Regions from separate parts of the Zea mays genome. Here regions 1 and 3 are each linked to region 2. A link is a contact called in public Hi-C data. All regions are on one chromosome and are shown on one strand. Each heading gives the region's core, a stretch centred on a gene start, on an enhancer-like site or on the middle of the called end of the contact. The rest is flanking DNA. Distances are from core to core; before and after follow the strand shown. Region 1 holds the start of LOC103653929. Region 2 holds the start of LOC103653921 (Putative regulator of chromosome condensation (RCC1) family protein). Region 3 holds the start of LOC103653930.

Region 1 (4,424 bases), core at 1,257-3,756, 340 kb after region 2:
CCAAAGCCATCGAAGCAAATCAAATAGCCACAAAAGCAGAGGACAAGACAACAACTACACAGCTCTCTACAGGTACGGTAGACAGTCCCGTTGTTGAATCCGGACCGTTGGCATCCGTCGCAGACCTTCCGACCCTTGAATCCAGACCATACACGCTTTGCCAGAATGCCTCCGACGACGCGCCAACACCTATGGAGGAAGATAACATCGAGGTGGACGACCTAGGAGAGAATTTGGTCGACTATGGAGCCTCGCTAGAGCACCCAGGTATGGATGTAAATGTGATTATGTTCCCAGTCGATTGCACTATTGTCGGTGATGATAAACTTGTCATTGCTCAATTTGATTTTGGTGCTAAAGAAGCCGCCTTCACTAAGCCAAAAGAATAGGTCAACCACTTAAACCCGCTCTTTTGTGTGTGGTCATATCGATGGAATATCGATTGCTAGATGTTGGTAAACGGTGGAGCGGCCATGAATTTAATGCCTTACTCATTGTACGGAAAATTAGGGAAGCAAGATGACGAACTAGACAAGACTAACATGACGCTCAGTGGTGTTGGATCGATAGTTCGATTAAGGCCAAGGGATTCATGTTCGTTGAATTAACCACCGAGACCAAGACCCTTGCTGCTGCTTTCTTCGTCGCCGACGTAGAAGGACATTATAGTCTAATCTTAGGTAGAGATTGGATCCATACAAATCAATGTGTACCTTCAACTTTACATCAAATGTTGTTGCAATGGGTAAGCGATGATATAGAATAAGTACATGCTAATGCATCGGCTTGCATTGTCATGGTTGATGCCTCTATACTTTGGACCTATGAGACTGTCACATATCTTACAGGAGTTGAATTTTCTGATTATCAATTCATAAGTATAGATAGGAAAGGCTTCATTCATGTAATGCTAGAGCCGATGGAGAATCGGCTAAATCCTAAGCAAAGGTTAAAAATGAGTACATCCAAAGAGAGCATACCCAAGGTCGTGGAGAGTCCGGTCCCCGAGGCCGGACGGTTCGAGGTAGAACAGGAAGAGTCGCAGGGCTCAGCCCTTATTGCGGACAGTCCGGCCCTCTCCTGGACGGTCCAACCTCTAAGGCCGGGCAGTCCCGCTGCTGCCAGAGACTGCCGCAGCATGAGTCCGGTGTCGTGGACAGTTTGGCCTCTCAGACCGAATTCTCTGTAGCCGCGTAGAGAACATCTAACTCCTATAGAGTGAGCATAATTGATGTAATTAGGGATCTCGACAAGTTAGGAGATGAACTTACATCGACCGATCCTTTTGAGGAGATTGACACTGGAGATGGTAAAACTACAAGGCCGACTTTTATAATAAGACCCTGGAAGCCGATCCTAGAGATGAAATTATCGGTTTATTAAAAAATATTTTGATTGTTTTGCTTGGAGTTACACCGAGATGTCAGGGTTAAACCGAGAGATAGTGGAGCATCGGTTGTCTATTATGTCCTGTTTTAGGGCCTTCAAGCAGAGACCAAGATCATTTCGTCCAGACTTACTCCACAGGATTAAGGACAAAATTCACCGACTCTTAGAAGGTAATTTTATTAGAACTTATAGATACACAGAGTGGGTCTCTAATATTGTGTCGATGGAGAAGGAGTCTGGTAAGCTTAGAGTGTGTATTGATTTCCACAATTTAAATAGAGCAACTCCTAAAGATGAATACCCTATGCCTATAGCTGACATGTTAATTCATAATGTATCACGAAATAGAGTTATTAGCTTTCTTGATGGTAATGCCGGATATAATCAAATATTTATGGCCGAGGAAGATGCGTCTAAAACAATCTTTATATGTTTAGACTTTATTGGTTTATTTGAGTGGGTTGTCACGACATTCGATATAAAAATGTCGGTGTAACTTATCAGAGAGCTATGAACTTGATCTTTCACGAGTTGTTGTGAAACACTATGAAAGTTTACATTGATGATATTATGGTCAAATCGACTGAATTTGGTTCTCAATTTCCGCAAAGTATTTGAAAATTAACCCGTGTAAATGTAATTTTAGAGTTTCGACTGTTAAGTTATTAGATTTCATCATTCATGAACATAATATAGAGATAGATCCCAGCCGATTTAAGTCAATTCGGAATATGGGAGTTCCAACATGTAAACTTGAGGTGCAGAATTACTCGGCAAAGTAAATTATTTATGAAAGTTTATTTCTAACTTAGTCAGGAAGATCGATGCTTTCATTTATATTCTTCGGCTTAAAAATGATGCTGGCAGAACAGCAGTAAGCATTTGATATTATTAAAACTTTTGCATAAGTTTATTTATAATTTGTGAACACAATAGCTAGCTCTTAGGGTGAAAAAACAAACAAAACCTAGCTCGTGGTACCTATCTTTGGGTGATGCAGCCAAGTCAAAACATACGACGCCATGGAAATGGAGCTGTATGCCAGAGCACAAGGCACCTCTAGGCTGGCATGCCAGATTTAACCGCATGCTTTGTCCTCGCCAGCCCTCCCTTGGCAACGAACGAAGGAAGCCAGGTACGAGTTCGTTAATGAACCGCCATACCGTTGCCTTCTCGAGTGTGGATGTGGTTTAAAACCGAGAGCCCCTCCGCCTCTCCTCTCTCCAAGCCCCAGCTGCCATCCTGCGCCTCCATTTGCGGTGTGACAGCTCCTGGACCGGCCCGCCGCGCGCGCGTGCCGTACGTTGCCAGGGACGACGCCGGCCGGCCGGCCGATGGAGTTCACGTCGTCGTCCTACTTCCACGCCTCCGGCAACCCCGACTTCGCGGCGGTGTTCTCCGACGGCGGCGGCAGCGCGCAGGCCCACCGGCCACGGCGCTCCACCGACGACGGCACGAAGGCGGAGGACGGCAGGAGCCCCACCACGGCGAGGCGGCCGCCGTCCGCGTTCTGCGTCCCCGACACGGAGGCGGAGGAGCCCAACAGCTTCCTGGACGAGTGCACCCTCTGCCGCAAGGCGCTCTGCGGCGACATCTTCATGTACAGGTCGGTTTCGGTTTGCGTGTACTGAATGATATTGCGCCGATAAAGGAGACGATTAGTATTAACGAACGCTGCGTGTGCGTGCGTATGCCGCCTCGGTCGGGTTCGGATGGAGCAGAGGGGACACGCCGTTCTGCAGCGACGACTGCAGGAGGGAGCAGATCGAGATGGACCGCATAAGGCACCGCAGGAAGAAGCAGCACGCCCTGATACAGCAGCAGCTGCAGCTGCAGCAGCAGCAGCAGGCGGCGGCCGCGGCGATGGCGCAGAAGGACCAGCGTGCCCAGCGCCGGCAGCTTCAGCCACAGCACTAGACGGAGCTCACGGAAGCTTCACACACACAAACCGGTCCCAACGTACCCAAGGATGGCGAATGAATTGTTGCACGTTCGTAGTAGAGACAAGGATTCTCCTCGTAAGGAAGGACCAAGTAGCCACCACGACCCTTGTTTGCGTCTGTATCCGACGCGAAACAACGAAGTGCGCGCGGAGGCTTTTCCGTGTCCTGCAACTATATTAGCAATCCAAGACTTGCTCGGTTTTTGTTTGGCTCCTGATTAAAAACGGAGCCCTCTTGGAGGCTTGGAGCCACTAATTGAGGTCTTTTCTCTATCAATCGAGTCCTTGCTCCTTGTACTTTTATTTAAGGTTATTTAAATGTTTGCATGCATTTTTTGTCCTCAAAAAATTGGCAAAAGATATGCGATTGCGTTACGAAGGCCACGTTTGCAACAACTTCGTTACTAGTTCATGAGTTATTTGAAGATACGTTTTTTTTTGTCAAACATGTCTTTTTAAAGAACAGCTTCACCTATAAATTAAACTAATTAAATCGTGCTCTCACATGAAAATACGGTGAGATAAAGCTAAGACTGGTTGCAACGCTTCACTCTACATCTCCCCTCCTCTAATCCTGTAGCAATTTAGGGTCACAGCAACGGTGCAGCGCCTGCCTCTACGGAGCCCCCTACCGAGGGGAGCGCTTCTCTCTCCCTCCACTTCTGGCGGTTCACTGTTCATGCGCCCTTGCACTGTTTGGCACTGTGTTGTGGGTCCGTGATGAATTATTAGTGAATGAAAAATTGATAGTGGATAAAAAGTAGGTATAGAAAATGATATTTTATGGTTGTAGTGGGGTATAGGGAGAGTATTTAGGGGGAACCGCTGCGGAAGATGAAAAAATAGGAGGAAAAAGTGATATAGGGGAAAAAATTTAGAGTTAACGGTTGCGGATAGCCTAAGCATACTAGCCTTTTACAGCTTCATCTTCTACCGGTAGACCCATTACGGCAACGTATGGGGCCGGCCATGGTCTGGCGGTCTGGCCTCAGCTGGCAACGACCGGACGGGCAGAGGAACCGCTCTCGGATGCGGCCCACGCGTGAATTCGGCTGGTGGGGCACGGGCGCCACCGGTAGCGGTAGTGCATGTG
Region 2 (4,563 bases), core at 1,420-3,919:
AGAATACTAGATCGAGTGATATACGAGGGTGTAGAGTCCCTTTTAAGATTCAGGTCTTCCTTTGGATGGCCTACCACGGTAGGGGTAGGATTCGATGCAGAAGAGTTCAGTTAACGAAAAGGAAATGGTCCGGTTCAATCAAGTGCAGAACTCATGAATAAAAGTGGAGAGCGTTGACCACATTCTTTTGTCAGTGCCATGTTGCTTCATTCTTCCGTCGGGGTGGTGTTTATCCCCCACTAGTTTTGGAGAGGCTTGTTGAGGTGCTGGATCACTTGAAAGGTGGGTTGAGAAGTATAACGATACCTGTGTGTGCAGGTAGGTGCTCTTTGGACGTTTGAGTAAACTAGAAACGATGTGGTTTTCAGTAAGAAGATCATGGCTTCTCCGACGATAGTAGCCCACAACTCCACATGACTATAATGCCAGCCAGCCGGTCAAGTCCTAGAGGTCATTCTTCAAACCCAAGCCTAAGGCGATGGCGCAGTTTATGATTGAGTTGAGTCAAGACTTTTTGGAGTCTGGCGTGTTTTTGTCAGTTTAGATGAACTAGATTGTGTTTAACTCTTTTTTTTGGCAGGTGTGGAAGTTAATGTTTCGTTTGAAGGATAGTAGTCTGGGACCTGTCCTGTCAGTGTGGCCTCGCAATCGCATCGCTTATTCGCTTGCAAGTCAATGGGCAGTTTGCCTTGAAATTATGCTCAGGGGGCAATCGATATGCAATAAAGCAAGCATTAGTTTTTTTTTTGATACTTCCCAAACCATCGTGAAATCATCCACCTTTCTTCTTTGTTTTTGCTTTTTTTTTTCTCCCGAATCAATACTCGTCTTCGTCTTTCACTGGGGGTCTGATTGGGTAGTCGCATTAGTATAATACTTGCATTGCATTACTGTCTATGCATCATACCCTTAGCCTGAACAACCCGTCAATAGATCGACTGGGCTTGCTTTTGAGGACAGTCCTAGACTGCAAATGAGTCTGCGCAGGTAACCAATCCGTGACGTACGTAACTGCACTGCGAAAGTCTGTAGTATATGTCCTAAATGAATAACCTCAATGGCAGCAAGGAAAAAAATAGTAAGCTAAACTTGTGGCTGGTTAGTGTAACGAGCTAGCTGAACCAAAGCCAGTTTTTGTTAACGAGATACTAAGCTGTGAGGAACCGAGGTGGCCCGATCTGCAGAGGGTCGGTCGCAGCCAATACAAAGCCATGCATGGCCCATGGACAGTGACAATCCAGTATAGGCCCAAGGCCCAGCCGACCCACCTCGACACTGAGCATGGCCGTTTGTTCTGTTCTGCCATGTCCGGCACGCGACCGCCGTGCCAATCATCCATGTCTCTCCCTCCTTTAGCCTTTACCAACCTTTTTCACCGCATGTGTCCTCCCCTTGCGTGCGCGAGACACAGGGAGAGTACGTTGAAAGATTCGGTGGAGTGGAGTTCTTTTCACTTGGGGGGGGGGGGGGGGGGGGGGGGGGAGGCGGCCTTGCACTGCAGGGCACACAGCACGCTGCTCTTCACTGTGCGCAAAGCGTGGCTGCCTGCCTACAGTTTCTGAATCGGTCGTCGTCGTAGTACGTGTTCTTCTTTTGGACACCGAGTTATCACGGCCGCGTGGGTAAGGACGACGCGTGAGCTGGAAGGGGTCCTACGAACAAATAGCTGGGTAATATATATGCAGTGGTTAAAAAAGGACCACCGCGGAGAGACGGAGGAGTTTGACGGCGGCCTGGCCCCAAGCCCCCAACCAAGATCAGCCAGTGCTACTGGGGTTGGGGCTTTCGTATACAACGGAGTTCATGAGACTGAACGACGACGGCCAACGAAACGAACGAACCAACGGGAGACAAGAGCACGCATGGTTCAGACGCCTAACTCTTTCCTCTTTGGCTTTCGACTTTGGACTTTGGTGGTGGAGCAGAGCAGAGCAGGCGGCAACGAGAAGGGGAAGAGCTTTCATGTTGTCATGGTGCCCCTAAAGAGGAGGCAGCCAGGCGCGAGGAGCAGCAGCAATCGATGGCTGCCTTTTGACCCTTCTGTGCCAAACCCAAACGCATGCTCGCCTCGCACGAATTGCTGGGCTGCCTGGAGACATGCTCTGACGCTCTGTCGCTGTAGGACTGTACTGATCCTGTCAGGCTACTGAAGAATCCCATGGCGAGATCGCCAGATCTTACCAACCCTGACGTCGTATAGTACGAAGCGACTACACCAGAGCTCCGTATCTTGAGTAATCATAATCAGTAGCCACGAGGCCCACTGGTATAGCATCAACCACCGCCGTTAATTTCACCCATAATGCCAGGTCGAATCAGTGTCAGGGAAGCTAGGATGGGATTTGGGATGGTGGAATGGGTAGTACGCTTCAACTACGACCGTAGAATTTGCACAAATCAAGGTACCTTAAATTTACTCAAGCTTAAAACCTTTTTATCATTGGTGGACGATGAACGGGAAGTAAGTAATTAAATGGAGACGCCGTCAGCGAAGCAGCAAGTACCAGTGTACCACCACCACGCGTCGTACTAGTCCGGCCCAAGCAGTAGATCCATCATGGAGTAGGGTGCCCAGCTCAGGATTTTTTTTACGGAGCCCCCCCCCCCCCCCCCCCCCCCCCCCCGTCGACGTCGCCGTCCGCGTCCGTCATGGCCAGCGGCCGCACTCCACTGTCGTCCACGGCGAAACCGCATCAGGACACCACAGCCTCCTCCGTGCGAGCGAGACGGCATCGTCTGCGGGCAGCTGAGTCGTTCGTGCCGGCCGGGGCAGCGCCTGCCTGCCTGCGCTGCGCACGTGCTGCCTGCTCCTATCACCATCGGCCTCTTCCGCGCCCCGCCCTCTCCGTTTTGGTTGCACTTGCAAGGAACGAAATTTTTTCCGATTTTTCTTGGGGCTTTGTTTGCAACCGCCAACCGCGACAGATCCTGCAATACTATGCCAGGAAAAAAAAAGTTACTAAAAAAAGAGAGGGTTGGAACCACAGTTGTGCACCTGTGCTTCCGCTGCGCACGGAGATGTCCTCTGTCTGTCTGTGCTGCGTGGCATGTGAACCACTGAACCCTCTGCGTGACTGCATCTCCTCTGTTAAGCGCGCATAGCTAGAAATCGCTGCCACCGTTTCCCGTTCCTGCTCCCTTGAATCGCGCAGCTCGCCTCAGCCCAGCCCACCGTCCTCAAGCTCTCTACACTACACCCTCCTCTCTCTCTTCACCTCACCCCAACTCTCTCTTTACCTCCTGCTCGCTTCCATTCTTTCCTTGCAGTTGCAGCGCTCTTTCCGTCACACTTCACTGCCATCTTTTGCTCCATCGATCCATCCCACTGCTGATCAAAGGAGGCCTGGACTCGGACTTCGCTCAAGCCTCACGGTGATGCCGCCTTTCCGTCCGCTTGATCTTTTCTAGCTGCCTGCCTACGCCTACGCCTACCCGCAATGGCCGGGGGCTTCGAGTGGAGCAGCTCTGCAAGCACAACCAGAGGAGTCGAGCTCCAGCAGGTACGCGGCTGTTTTTTTTCTTCTTCTTGCGCATTCGTCCAGTCCAGAGAATTAGTGGCACTCCTCGAGCAGATCTACGCATAGGATATGCTCCTCCGCTGTTTTCATCCTCCTGTTGTCATCCGTCTTCTGCAGCTTCTTGAGGTTTATCGCTGCGTGGCATTCCTGTTCCTTCTTCTGCTCTTTTGTTTAATACTTTTCGTATGCACAAGAAGACAATATTAGTGCTGGGAAAGATGCATCTGAGACGAACACTGCCACTTTGTGGTTGACAGCTTGTTCCTTCCTAACAGTCCATTGTCGCTCTCAAGAAAGGCGCACATCTCCTGAAATGTGGGAAGAGAGGGAAGCCCAAATTCTGCACTGTCAGGCTGTCTTATGTGAGTGGTTCGGCTATATGTTCACACATTTTCTTCCATTTGCTTCATAGTTTTCTTTATAAACGGGACATTGTGCTACGCAACCTCGCACTCAAGAGTTCATTTTTCCACCAATGTTTTGTTGGCAAGCTAAGGATCTATAGGCTAATAGTGACACCTCCCCAGTTCTGAAGGCTGAAGGGCAACTACCTGACTGCCAAAGGAGATAGGATTGATCGCTGCAACATTGATCTTTTACAACTTTTGACACAAGGTTCTCGTTTTTTTTCCACTGAAAATCTGTATATGCGGAAACAAACAGGGCCTAGTGTGACACTGGCAACAGGACAAAACTATATTCTTATATACTCCCTCCTTTTCTTTTTATTTGTCGCTGGATAGTGTAATTTTGCACTATCCAGCGACAAATAAAAAGAAACGGAGGGAGTACATTACTATTTCTCCTTATCCCGCTCAACCACATCCGAACCAAGCTCATTTTTTGTTTTATTGGGTTTCAGAAGCTTGCTATAGATTGATGAACTCGAGTAAACTGAAACTGAACATCTTCAACTTCTATACACTCCATATTTTGGTTCTCTTACGTATTTGAGATTTTTGTATTTGCAGGATGAGAGAGCACTAATATGGTACTCCAAAGAGAGGGGAAAACGTTTGAGCTTGAATTCAGTGTCCAGTGTAGT
Region 3 (4,612 bases), core at 1,614-4,113, 430 kb after region 2:
TGTGTTATATCAAACTGAAACTCACCAATATGCACAACTGAATTTTTCGGCTCGGTTTCTAAATTTAAAGGAAGCCATAAATGTTATGCTTGTCTGGTTTTTTTACCATCTTTCAATGGCGTAATATTTTGTGATATCTACCTGAGATCATGTGGTCCTGCTCTTGTTGTAAATTTGAACTTGCTTATCAAAGTGCTTTGATCGACTGCCATACTGAACATGTAAATTGACCATTTATCGTACAACAACAGTGGAAACTTCATTTATTTGAGCTTGAAGAGGAGCTGAAGACTGATCCTCTGACCAAGTATGTGCTGTATCAGGTAAGTGCCTTCCCTTCTCAGACTACAGTTCAGCATGAATTTCATGACGCTTCTTAGTTCACTTGCTGTTGAAAGACAAACATGATGCAATTTGTAGCAGTCTACACTGTAACCCTGAAATGATTGTTTCTCGGCCACTAAAGGAAAGAAGAATTTTGTGTATTTTTTTCTGGTTGCTGACCGTTCATGTACACTCTTTTTAAGTGCACACTTTTTTTACTTGTTACTGAGTTCCCCAGCATTTTGTATTTTCTGATCTCGTAAGCTTCATATTCAAGCAAGGTAACACCTCCTTTGTTATTTCAGAACCGATAGAATTTTAAATTGCTTCCGTAGCCTTATTTACTTTTGCTTCTCAAAACCCAATATCATTGCTACATGCATTTGATTTTCAGTGCTTAATTGCAGGATGAGAGGAGCAAGAGTTGGCGAGTCCAAGCAGTCGCAGTTGCTCCTGACAGGTTCGAGAGCCGAAAGGCTCTGCCAGAGAAGTGGAGGGGCATGAGAGACGACGAACTTTCAGCAGAAACCGGCATCCCTGGCTGTGTGTTTGTCCACATGAGTGGCTTCATTGGGGGCAACAAGACCTACGAGGGAGCATTGGAAATGGCGAGAGCTGCTCTGAAATTCTGATTCAACCAAAGCATATTACCCGTGTTACCATTATATCAGTAAACACATCAGTAACACATGATGCAGTTGCGCTTTCTCCAATGTTATCGTTGACTCGAGCCGTGGTTAACTGCGACTGATTCTTGCACTGATCTTCTGTTATCCTCGTCTTACAGAAGAGGTCGATTGACCCTTTTCATTCTTTCGTGGGATCTGGTATTGTTTAGAATGTGACGGTTTATCTGAAAAAAAATGATGGAACTTTTTGTCCTCAAGCATGTTCTCCGTTTTGGAGTATTCATCTGTGGCCCGGCACAGCCACGGTGGTTTTGTGTGTGCATGGAGAGACAGGCAGACGAAAACGAATGCAAAGAAAGCTTGTGGGGATCAGGTAGTTTTACCCTCTAAACGACTGTACTTGAATTATAATTTCAGTGTCGATGTGAGCATGATTTCCAACTACATGAATTGATGGTGAGAAACTATGCACGAGACATGCACAAATTAACAAGACTCAGCGTGGAATATTGTGCTGATGATGATCAGGGGCACAAGGGTAGCGCGTGTTCAGGCCTTAACACGTTTGGCGTCGGCGCAGGCTTTCTCCAGATCCCCGAGGAAGAACAGGATCCGGTCGGATATCTGCCGATGCTCGTCTCCAGCGTCCCGCCGTGGCGCGTCCTCGCCGCAGTCGCCATCCGTGTCCTGGCGGGAGCCCAAGTACCTCTGGATCTCGCCCTGGTAGATCAGGTAGTAGTCCTTCCCTTCCCTGATGATCCTGACACCCCTGGAAAGGACGCGGCGCGGTCACACACACACACTCACAGGCCAAACAAAAACAAAGGGAAAGGAGGTCACACACACACACTCACAGGCCAAACAAAAACAAAGGGAAAGGAGGCGGCTGAACTGTTGGTCGACAGCAGTAACACCAGCTGCTGATGGCAATCGGAAGCAGTGGAGCTGGAGCAGATGGGCGAGTGGCGGCTTACAGTCCGTATCGGTCGCACCGGTCCTGCACGGCGAAGACGTCCTTCCAAGACTTGGAGCCCTCCGGCGCGTAGAACGCTGCAGCGTCCGCTCCCCACCTGTCGTTGAACAGCTTGCGCCACAGTTCATCATCCGAGGTCAACGCCCTCCATTTCCTGCAAACTGAAAAGCCAGGACCAGCACCGTCGCAGTTAATTGGTATGCGTAACTGCCCAAAACGAGAGATCGCTACGCACGCTATCTGCGTGTCGTACCAACTACTCCTATGTATCAAGCTCTCTGGTCTGGAACGTTTTCAGGCTCCAGCATGTACACAGACTACAGAAACACAGGGTATACAGCCGATCCGATTTGGCAATCTGGGACTTGGAAGAAGTCTACAGTGATACACAACCAAAACCTGAACTGCCAACGGAAACCAAACCCTAGGATCTGTTTTCGGGGTCGCTTTAAATTGGACAGTAAGGATTCTGACCACAGGAAATTCATAATTTTAGAGGAAACTGAAATTCCGTTCTTGAAAAGGGAAAAAAAGGCAGAGCGACTGCAATCACCGGCGCTTTCAATTCCGTATTGGGATGCCACAATTTTAGGGAGGCGTCAGACCTTGGGGAGAAGAGGCGAGGGACTGGTGATCCAGGAGGTGGAAGATCTTGAGGCACAGCTCTCTGGGCAACCCATCCATGTCTCCTCGAGGCTTTCCCAGTTCTCCGGCCCAATTGTCGCACTCACCGAGAAGCTCTGGATGAGACTCGAAACGACGAAAGATTGCTCGGCGTTTCAGATCCGGAGCTGGAGGTGAAGAGTGAGACGAGCACGAGGGGTGGGTGGACGACGAGCGGAGAGGAGAGGAGAGGACGAGAACATGCGGGAAGGAGAAGCTAAGGTCGTTGGCCCCGCCGGTAGTTAGATGCAGCCAACGGCTCGCCGCTTGCGGTCCCCTTTGGCTTTTGCGGCTTTGTCTCTGACTCTTTGTACACCGGCGTGGCGTGGCGTGCCGTGCCGTGCCTGAGAGTGACGTGGAGAACGTTCGCTGCTGACACGTCGGTCCCGAAGGCAGTCAAGCGGTGCATGGCCCGGACGGTCAGAGATGGGGTTGCGTCGCGGCGTTGGATTGACCTGGCACCTCGCACGCGGCGGCACGCGGCACGCCGCTCACCTGGCAGTGCCCCGTCTCACGTGCGTCTCGGGCATTATCCATGGCTCCAAAGCCCGAAGGAGGAAGGAGGCTGGGCTTCCGCCTTCTAGTTGTAGTCTACGCCTTCCTGCTTCCTGGTTAGCTTAGCCATCGTTCCCGCTGTTGTAAAGAAACATCTTGAGTGCATGTTTGTTTTAATCTAAATCTACGTGGATTGGACACGATTGAGTGAATTTAAATCTATAATGAGTTAAAGTTTCTCCTAATCACTTCTAATCTTATTTAATTCACATGGAAAGGAAATAACCCAACAATACCTTATAGATTAATATGTAAGGCTACTCTACTAGTATAAATAGAAAAAATAGAGATAAATCTGGTATAATAATTATGATATAGATTTGTATTACGATCCTCTAATATAAATATAAGCCATAATCTTATGATAGAGGCAACATGTTAACATATTCTTATATGGCAATAAGGGTCACATCTTCCAAGCACATCTATCTCTTAAAAACTCGTCGATATATCAGTAAGTTCTTTTATCTTCATTGACAACCATGCTAGTACTTAGTGTGGCAATAACAGAGAAGCCCACAAGGGGCAACATATTATTATGGAAGCCTAATTCCTTCTCGTGCAGCGAGATGCATAACTATAAGATCAAACACTTCTCGTGTACTTATACTTGGGGTACTCTAAGATAGCATAAAATCCACTTTGAAATACAAAATCTTAGCATAGCCTAGGATGGTCCTCGAACAAGTAGCTTTGACCTAGCAACTCTGACCATGACTTGGAATACACCCGTAATAAGACCCCATGACTCGGAGATAGCACAAATCTCTGGGAAAGAACAACCCATTTATGATCCTGTAACCATTCGGTGCATGCTCTTGACTAAGGCATGGAATAGGAGAAGACAGGTACGAGACTTCTGGAAGCGTACTTAATGGCAAGGCTTTGAACACCTGCAGGACTCAACCACCCCATGGCCTAGTCAGCTAAACGATAACAAGGCAAAAGCATTTGCCATGAAGTACGTGAGGGATTTGAAAGCACCCAAAGGGGGTGAATAGATGATCCAGCAAAACTTGTTCAAAACAACACAAACTTGGTCTATAATATGAGTTAGAGTAGATAAAACCAAGTTTGAGAGTAGAGAGAAAGGTAGAAGTTCCTTTCACTTGATTGCTCTATCAAGATATAATTTAGACTTAGAGCAGTATCACAAGTGAGAATTTAAATTTTTAAGAGATAAAAATTGCAAGAAAGTAAATGACACAAGAGACACAAAAAAAATTTATCCCGCGGTTCGAATAAGCGTAATATGTTTGCCTACTCCACATTGTGGCGTCCCAATGGACGAGGCTTGCACTCAATCACTCTCAAGTGATCCAAAGATCAAAATTGAGCACCATGGTTCTTCCTTATATTACAATATCCCGTTTGTGAGGAATATCCACAAGTTGGAGTCTCTCACGCCTTACACAAGATGATCACAATCAAAACAATATAGAGTCTCTCACGCCATATTGTGAAAGTT

The links. Hi-C and Micro-C count contacts between places; a contact is called where the count stands out from the background.
Region 1: a Hi-C map of leaf shows a contact between it and region 2, with 2.7 times the contacts expected there. The contact joins the promoter of LOC103653929 here to the promoter of LOC103653921 in region 2. A contact is called at or near these places in 2 of 25 Hi-C or Micro-C datasets (leaf and tassel).
Region 3: a contact with region 2 is called in a Hi-C map of leaf, with 5 times the contacts expected there. The contact joins the promoter of LOC103653930 here to the promoter of LOC103653921 in region 2. A contact is called at or near these places in 6 of 25 Hi-C or Micro-C datasets (bundle sheath, ear, leaf and 2 more) and 1 of 3 datasets of contacts at active chromatin or transcription factors (leaf).

The regions. Positions count from the first base shown.
Region 1 is chr4:162,166,342-162,170,765 of Zm-B73-REFERENCE-NAM-5.0, forward strand. LOC103653929 reads left to right here and starts at 2,507. Exons shown (of 2, transcript XM_008680729.3): 1 at 2,507-2,995; 2 at 3,111-3,533. The coding sequence starts at 2,724. The coding sequence ends at 3,306.
Region 2 is chr4:161,824,777-161,829,339 of Zm-B73-REFERENCE-NAM-5.0, forward strand. LOC103653921 (Putative regulator of chromosome condensation (RCC1) family protein) reads left to right here and starts at 2,670. Exons shown (of 9, transcript XM_008680724.4): 1 at 2,670-3,500; 2 at 3,794-3,880; 3 at 4,490-4,563. The coding sequence starts at 3,438.
Region 3 is chr4:162,256,654-162,261,265 of Zm-B73-REFERENCE-NAM-5.0, forward strand. It overlaps LOC103653930, which reads right to left and starts at 2,864. Exons shown (of 3, transcript XM_035967366.1): 1 at 2,532-2,864; 2 at 1,846-2,087; 3 at 1,302-1,722. The coding sequence starts at 2,057. The coding sequence ends at 1,503. It overlaps LOC100273215 (Metal-dependent protein hydrolase), which reads left to right. Exons shown (of 7, transcript NM_001147657.1): 6 at 252-323; 7 at 732-1,205. The coding sequence ends at 956.